Linked DNA regions of Macaca mulatta: region 2 is linked to region 1. A link is a contact called in public Hi-C data. All regions are on one chromosome and are shown on one strand. The core of a region is the stretch at or near the end of the contact, and the rest is flanking DNA. Distances in the headings are between cores, read along the strand shown. Region 1 overlaps CLMP (CXADR like membrane protein). Region 2 overlaps GRAMD1B (GRAM domain containing 1B).

Region 1 (4,015 bases), core at 546-3,045:
TGGGCTGAGCCTGCAGGGGAGGAGCCCTCAGAGGCATCTGAAATGGCCTTTGCAAGTGTTATATCAGTGGGAAAATTATAACAGTAAGCTAAACTAACCCACCCTGGATCTTCCCTTTCCCTTAATTATTCCCGGGCTACTGGGTCGAGATAACTTTGGAAGACATTTAGGTTATGGTTCAAATGATAATAGGCCTTGCCCAAAACTCAACCGCTTTTGCAAAGCTAATGGGAGGGCCATCAGGCTGGGAAGGAGAGGAGCCTAAATCCTGGTTAGGCGCAGACATAAGCCATTGTCAGCCATTACGCCAGAGGTGATAAGATATGCAAGGCTGAGGTAGGAGGATCACCTGAGCTTGGAAAGTCGAGGCTGTAGTGAGCCATGATTGCACCACTGCACTCCAGCATGGGTGACAGAGTAAGACCCTGTCTCTAAAAAAAAAAAAAAAGGTATGTAACTTCCCTAGTTATTCCTGCAAATAACACCACTATTGTAGAACCTCAGATTGGCCCTTGGAGCTATCTTTCCAGGTTTTTTTTTCTTTTCTTTTCTTTTCTTTTCTTTTGACAGAGTGTCTCTCTGTCGCCAGGCTGGAGTGCAGTGGCACGATTTTGGCTCAGTGCAGCCTCCGATTCCCTGGTTCAAGCGATTCTCCTGCCTCAGCCTCCCAAGTAACTAGGACTACAGGCACAAGCCATCACACGCAGCTAATTTTTGTATTTTTAGTAGAAACAGGGTTTTACCATGTTGGACAAGATGGTCTCAATCTCTTGACCTTGTGATATCTGCCCACTTCAGCCTCCCAAAGTGATGCGATTACAGGCGAGGGCCACCGTGCCCAGCCAGGTTTTTTTTTGTTTTTTTTTTTTTGTTTTTTTGAGACAGTCTTGCTCTGTCACCCAGGCTGGAGCGCAGTGGCGCAATCTCCTCTCACTGCAACCTCTGCCTCCCAGGTTCCAGTGATTCTCCTGCCTTAGCCTCCCAAGTAGCTAGGATTACTGGCATGTGCCAACGTGCCTTTTTTTTTTTTTTTTTTTTTTTGTATTTTTAGTAGAGACAGGATTTCACCATGTTGGTCAGGCTGGTCTCGAACTCTTGGCCTCAAGTGATCCAACAGCCTCAGCCTCCCAAAGTGCTGGAATTACAGGTGTGAGCTACCATGCCCAGCCTCCTCCTGCCCAGTTTTATGTGGCTTCCAGGATATCTGGTTCTCCCATTATCCTGTAAGCTCCTTGAGATCAAGTACCATTCATTACTGCCTTCCCATAGTACTCAGCCCAGGGTCTCACACTGCAAGTGTTCAATTAATATTTGTTGAATTTATTTGAGTGTAACCCACATGCTCATTTTTACCAATGAACAAACTAAGACCCAGGGGTAAAAGAGACAGCGCAAGGTCCTACAACTCGTTTAGTGGCAGAAATAATCCATATAATAACCCATCCTCCCAGAATTACAATAAAGCAGCTTTAGAACAGCTGGGAAATTCACTGGTTTGCACTATACTAAGCTAAGCTTTGTAAGAAGGAGCTTTGTAAGAACGAGCTCTGGCTTAACCCTGATCACTTTCCACTGGACACAAAAATGCTCAAATGAAACCAGTGCCCTACACTCCAGGCAGAGCTAGAGAACCCAGCACCAATTTAGTGCATACAATAGATACTTAAACATTCAATAACAAATGCCAAAAGCCAGCTACAAAAGTTGCCAATTTAAGCCACTAGAGGGAATCAAAGGCTCAGATTCGGTTGATGTCCCAAAAAGACCGGAACATTGTGGTGGGTGTGCTTTGACAGTCAGCCAAGTCCTATTTATACCATATCCAGAATTAAATACAGCAGTGCAGGGAGGAGCCCCTCGGTGAATACAAATGGCTTTATCAAGGCAGGGAGCCACGAGATCGGGGCGCATACACTTCTAGTCTTCCTTGAACTTCAGTTGGTTAGACTCCAGGAGGCCACTGCGATTTCTACAGATTTCTAAGGTCCTTCTCCTTCTGTCCTTTTCTTTCTTTCTTTCTTTCTTTCTTTCTTTCTTTCTTTCTTTCTTTCTTTCTTTCTTTCTTTCTTTCTTTCTTTCTTTCTTTCTTCCTTCCTTCCTTCCTTCCTTCCTTCCTTCCTTCCTTCCTTCCTTCCTTCCTTCCTTCCTTTCTTTCTTTCCTCCTTTCTTCCTTTCTTTCCTTTCTTTCCTTTCTTTCTTTCTTTCTTTTTCACATTAAATCTTTTACATTTTTTCACATTGCCCAAAGGATCTTCTGTACTTTTTTTTTTCTTTTTTTTTTTTTTTTTTGAGACGGAGTCTCACTCTGTCGCCGGGGCTGGAGTACAGTGGCCGGATCTCAGCTCACTGCAAGCTCCGCCTCCCGGGTTTACGTCATTCTCCTGCCTCAGCCTCCCGAGTAGCTGGGACTACAGGCGCCCGCCACCTCGCCCGGCTAGTTTTTTGTATTTTTTTAGTAGAGACGGGGTTTCACTGTGTTAGCCAGGATGGTCTCGATCTCCTGGCCTCGTAATCCGCCCGTCTCGGCCTCCCAAAGTGCTGGGATTACAGGCTTGAGCCACCGCGCCCGGCCTTTTTTTTCTTTTTTTAACCCACCTAAGCAGAGAGGGGCCTGGGTTCTCTCTCTTTTTTTTTTTTTTAAGACAGAGTCTCACTCTGTTGCCCAGGCTAGAGTGCAGTCGCGCAATCTCGGCTCACTGCAACCTCTGCCTCCCAGGTTCAACTGATTCTTGTGCCTCAGCCTCCTGAGTAGCGGGGATTATAGGCGTGCGCCACTATGCCTGGCTAATTTTTGTATTTTTAGTAGAGACAGGGTTTCACCGTGTTGACCAGGCTGGTTTCAAACTCCTGACCTCAGGTGATCAGCCCGCCTCAGCTCCTTAAGTGGGAGCTTTTGCATGCACCTCAGGCACTTATCAAAGGACCTCTGGGAGCTTGAGACAATTACCTTCTGGGCCTTAATGTTTCCATCTGCAAAATGGGAATTAAAGAAGACACTGAGGAAAGCAGCTAGCACCGTGAAAGCACATAGTAGTCTCCCACTAAAGTGTTAGTTCTCTTCCCCTGCTCATCTCTGCTAGAAGGGACTTTTTCTCAGATGACTGTTGCCTACAGTCAGTTAAGACTAAAGTTTTATCCTCTAAAAGGTATTTACATCTTCCTTCCTTCCTTCCTTCCTTCCTTCCTTCCTTCCTTCCTTCCTTCCTTCCTTCTTTCCTTCCTTCCTTCCTTCCCTCCCTCCCTCCCTCCCTCCTTCCTTTCTCTCTCCCTCTCTTTCTCTCTCTTTCTTTCTTTTTCTTTTTTTATTTTGAGATGCAGTCTCGCTCAGTTGCCCAGGTTGGAGTGCAGTGGCATGATCTTGGCTCACCACAACTGCCGCCTCCTGGGTTCAAGCGGTTCTCCTGCCTCAGCCTTGTGAATAACTGGGATTACAGGCATGTGCCACCACACCTGGTTAATTTTGTATTTTTAGTAGAGACAGGGTTTCACCATGTTCGTCAGGTTCATCTGGAACTCCTGACCTCAGGTGATCCACCTGCCTTGGACTCCCAAAGTGCTGGGATTATAGGCATGAGCCACTGTGCCAGGCCGTATTTACATTTTCTTAAAGATTCTCCTGAACCTTAAGACACCCCCTTCAAAGAGGTGGGCAGGAGTAACTGCGTGTGTGTGTGTGTGTGTGTGTGTGTGTGTGTGTGTGTTTGTTTTGAGACAGTCTTGCTCTGTCACCTAGGCTGGAGTATAGTAGCGGAATCTTGGCTCACTGCAACCTCTGCCTCTCGGGTTCCAGCGATTATGGTGCCTCAGCCTCCCAAGTAGCTGGGACTACAGGCCCATGCCACCACGCCTGGCTCATTTTTGTATTTTTAGTAGAGATGGGGTTTCACCATGTTGGCCAGACTGGTCTCAAACTCCTGACCTCAGTGATCCACCCACCTTGGCCTTCCAAAGTGCCGGAATTACAGCCATGAGCCACCACGCCCTGCCATTATGAGATTTTATTGCGATTTTACTT
Region 2 (4,470 bases), core at 1,389-3,888, 380 kb after region 1:
AATACTGCATTACAGCCTACACACCCCCATGACTACTTGGGACCACCTGAATCTCTCAGAACCCCTTCTGGGCATAGGAGGCTATGACTTTTGTAGTATTGCCTGGAAGAGAAAGAGCTGTTTCTCCCTAGGAAGCACCTCCTCAGTAGAGGTTGCCATATTCCGTCTTTCTAGCAGTAAAGCCGTGCCTTTCAGAGGGCAGAAGGACGGCTTCCTGGTGGTTTGTGGGTTTAGTCTGTACTTTCTGCACGTGTCCTGGGTACAGGGAGGGAGGAAGGGAGATCACTGGAATCATGAGAATTTGCCCAGCCTGCATTGCAGAGCTTCCTGGTCACGACCTAGTGAATTTCTGCCTTGTGGAACGTGCTTTGGCTCAGATGCCTATGGATTTTTCCCAGTCCTTCCCAGTGCTGCTAGTATTAATGTGGCCTTCCAGGATAAGCTCCTGCACTAGCATGCTGATCTTAAACAAAACCAGGATTCTGCTTCAGCTGGTTTCCTTCAGGAATATCCCAGATTTTACCAAGAGCTTCCCACCTTATTTAGGAACATGGTCTACTGTTCCAAAATTTAATTTATACAATGAATTTTATCTGAGGCTTGAATGTACAGCAGGAGGATTTAAGTCATCCTAGTTCCATATCTAGCTGTCTTGAGCGAATGGCAAACAGTTGCTTATACAAATTCCCTTCCTTGCAGTGTTAAGCCATCTTTCAGTCATCCGGTGCCCAGGCAAAGACATTCCAAATCCTAGTTTAGAGTTTCTTTTTCAGGGTTTCCAACAGACCGGTCATTTCATCTGTGAGTGCCCTCTGCTGGACTTCCTCCAAGTTCTTTTCAACCTCCTGGATCCCAGAGTGGACCCAGACTGGATGCTTGTCCCACTAAGGCTTTGACTCATCTGGAGTGGAGGGGGATGTGCTTTTTGACCTTGTAGCATTCTGCACTCCTTTATCAACACCCTGCATGGAGGTTGCTTTATTCATGGTCTCAGAAGATTGGTAGATTTATTTAGGGAGGAGCGTGAGTTGCCTGGAGTCCAGGTGGCCTGTATCATTGGAAAAGGCTCATAGAAGAGAAGAATTGAAAGGGTGTGTGTGAGACGGTGAGGCAGTGTCTGAATCTCTGGAAATTCTGCTCAACAATATTATTTCATGGGATTGAGTGGAGAAGTGGTTGGCGTCAATGCATCAATGCATCCATTTAACTTCTTTTTTTTTTTTTTTTGAGATGGAGTCACTCTGTCATCTAGGCTGGAGGGCAGTGGCACAATTTTGGCTCACTGCAACCTCCATCTCTCAGGTTCAAGTAATTCTCCTGCCTCAGCTTCCCAAGTAGCTGGGATTATAGGCGTGCACCATCACACCTGGCTGATTTTTGTATTTTCAGTAGAGACAGGGTTTCAACATGTTGGCCAGGCTGGTCTCAAACTCCTTACCTCAGGTGATTCACCCGCCTTGGCCTCCAAAAGTACGGGGATTACAGGCGTGAGCCACTGCACCCGGCCCATTTAACTTCTTTAAGACTGTTGAAAAACAAGCTGCAATAATGGGACAAGAGAGGACCAGGCCTCTGCCGAGGGTACTGAAGGAGGACAGATCCAGTATGTACCCTATGCCTGTTGCCACCATGGATTTATCTAGAGTCCCTCCAGCTCAATATTCACTTCTCTGATGTGTTCCCTGCAGCTTTGCAACAGAGGTGTCTGCCAGCTACACCTTATTCATTTTTCTGCTGTTGTTGCATTACAGTCCACAGTGAATATTTGTATGTCTTAAGACGGGGAGCTCCTTGCTGAAGAGACCTTGTCCTGATCATCTTTACAGCACTGTCTCCTAGCACAGTGCTGGGTACATGAGAGTGGTAAATGGAATTGAACTGGAATGCCTTTTCTTCTCATTTCTGCATATCTTCAGTCTATCCAGTGTCAGCACAAAAACCTTGTTGTTGTTAAGACAGAATTCTCTTACTGGTCCCAGAAGGAGATGACATTTCTGCATTCTGTGTTCCCATAGCACTTAATACATACTATTGAGAGTTATCATTTTTGTGCTTTTAAATATAGTTATTTATGTTGAATCTTACTTTCCAGATTCTAAGCACTTTGAGAGCAGGATCTTTGTTTGATTCATGTCTTTCTTTTCCTATAACCCACAAAATGATGCCTTGCATATAGAATAATAGCACCTAGCATTTATATAGCAGTTAAAATGTGACAGATGCTCTTTTCCATACTTCACATTTCTTTTTCTTTCCTCCTTCTTTCTCTTTCTTTCTCTTTTTCTTTCCCTCTTCTTTGACTCCCGTCTCCTCCTCTCCCCCCTCCCTCCTCCTCCCCCTCCCCTCTCCCTCCGCTCTCCCTTCCTTCCTCTCCCCTTTCCTCCCCTCCCCTCCCCTCCCCTCCCCTCCCCTCCCCTCGCACAGTGCTGGGTACATGAGAGTGGTAAATGGTAAATGGAAATGGAAATTGAAATTGTAAGCGGTAAATGGAATTGTCACTGGACTAGCTGTCTTGAGTGAATGGCAAACAGTTGCTTATACAAATTCCCTTCTTTGCAGAGTTAAGGCATCTTTCAGTCATCGATGCCAAGGCAAAGTCATTCCAAATCCTAGTTTAGAGTTTCTTTTTCACGGTTTCCAAAAGACAGTTTCATCTGTTAGTGGCCTCCCCTTCCCCTCCCTCCCGTCTCCCTTCCTTTCCTCTCCCTCCCCTCCCTTCCCTTCCTTCTCCCTTCCTATCCTTTCCCTTTCTCTTTCCTTCCCTTTCCCCTCCCTTCTCTTCTCTTCTTCTTTTTTTTTTTTTTTTTTTTGAGACGGAGTCTCACTGCATCGCCCAGGCACGATCTCGGCTCACTGCAACCTCTGCCTCTCTGGTTCAAGTGATTCTCCTGCCTCAGTCTCCCAAGTAGCTGGGATTACAGGTGCTCGCCACCAAGCCTGGCTAATTTTTTTCTTTTTTTTTTTTTTTTTAGTAGAGGCGAGGTTTCACCGTGTTGGCCAGGCTGGTCTCGAACTCCTGACCTCAGGTGATCCACCTGCCTCAGCCTCCCAAAGTTCTGGGATTACAGGCGTGAGCCACCACACCCGGCCTCTTCTCTTTTTCTTTCTTTTTCCTTCCTTCCTCCCACCACAGTCTTCCAAGTAACTGGGACTACAGGTGTACACCATCATGCCTGGCTAATTTTTTTTTTTTTAGAGATGGGGTCTCACCATGTTGCCCAGGCTGATTAGGAACTCCTGGCCTCTTCTCTTTTTCTCTTTTTTTTTTTTTTTTTTTTTTTGAGACGGAGTCTCGCTCTGTCTCCCGGGCTGGAGTACAGTGGCGTGATCTCAGCTCACTGCAAGCTCTGCCTCCCAAGTTCACACCATTCTCCTGCCTCAGCCTCCCAAGTAGCTGGGACTACAGGTGCCCACCACCGTGCCCAGCTAATTTTTTGTATTTTTAGTAGAGATGGGGTTTCACCCTGTTAGCCAGGATGGTCTCGATCTCCTGACCTCGTGATCCGCCTGCCTTGGCCTCCCAAAGTGCTGGGATTACAGGCGTGAGCCACCGCGCTCGGTCCTCTTTTTCTTTCTTTTTCCTTTCTTCCTCTCACCACAGTCTTCCAAGTAGCTGGGACTACAGGTGTACACCATCATGCCTGGCTAATTTTTTTTTTATAGAGATGGGGGTCTCACCGTGTTGCCCAGGCTGATTAGGAACTCCTGGCCTTTTCTGTTTTTCTTTTTCCTTCCTTCCTCCCACCACAGTCTTCCAAGTAGCTGGGACTACAGGTGTACACTATCATGCCTGGCTAATTTTTTTTTTTATAGAGATGGCGGTCTCACCATGTTGCCCAGGCTGATTAGGAACTCCTGGGTTTGAGCGATCATCCGGTCTCAGCCTCCCCAAGTGCTGGGATTACAGGCATGAGCCAACCCGCCGGGTTCCGTGTTGTAGTCTCTTAACCATTGTCTTGATGATGCTTCTTGTACACATAGCGTGATATGAATCTTGTTGGATGCACGTAGTTTGATATTTATTTGAAACCAGTGCACAGTTTGAAGGTGACCCATTGTTGCTTTCTTCTCTGCCATCTGAACTGTTTTCTAAGCTATGGGAAGGAAGGCCAGAGTGGGGCGCCAGAAAGGAGGCGGTCCCTGGTTCTGGTTCCTGAGGCTCCTGGTTGGTTTTCTTTGTTGTTGTTCTGGTTTGGAAGTCAACAGTGCCATCTAGTGGCTTAACTTGCAAATATCAGCTTAGAATTATTTTTCTGAAATCCTGGTACATGGCCTTGAGTCTAGCCCCCTTTATTGGTTTAAAATTTTGATTGCCAGGGGGAGGATGGGGGGACTAAGAAGAACCAGCTCATCCTGGCTCAGCAGGGTCAAGTGTGACCTCTGCTTTGAGGAGGCTGCAATGCTGATTGTGGTTGGCTTGGTTGAGCCCCGTTGACTGTTGTAAGTGGTGTGTTCTCCTGCTGTGTAGAC

Evidence for each region. A called contact is a pair of places that touch in the nucleus more often than the background predicts.
Region 2: a contact with region 1 is called in a Hi-C map of fetal cortical plate, with 2.6 times the contacts expected there. The contact joins two enhancer-like sites. A contact is called at or near these places in 3 of 14 Hi-C or Micro-C datasets (cortical neurons, fetal cortex germinal zone and fetal cortical plate).

What each region holds. Positions count from the first base shown.
Region 1 is chr14:123,705,601-123,709,615 of T2T-MMU8v2.0, forward strand. The region is part of intron 1 of CLMP (CXADR like membrane protein); the gene reads right to left. Among named protein-coding and RNA genes, the nearest start is that of HSPA8, 42 kb to the left of the region's middle. Within about 2 kb of position 1,796, at least 12 of the 40 cell types and tissues checked have an H3K27ac peak or open chromatin away from gene starts, as enhancers often do. A contact at or near this core is called in fetal cortical plate, where this site is marked.
Region 2 is chr14:124,083,888-124,088,357 of T2T-MMU8v2.0, forward strand. All of the region lies in intron 2 of GRAMD1B (GRAM domain containing 1B), which reads left to right. Among named protein-coding and RNA genes, the nearest start is that of GRAMD1B, 120 kb to the left of the region's middle. Within about 2 kb of position 2,639, at least 6 of the 40 cell types and tissues checked have an H3K27ac peak or open chromatin away from gene starts, as enhancers often do. A contact at or near this core is called in fetal cortical plate, where this site is marked.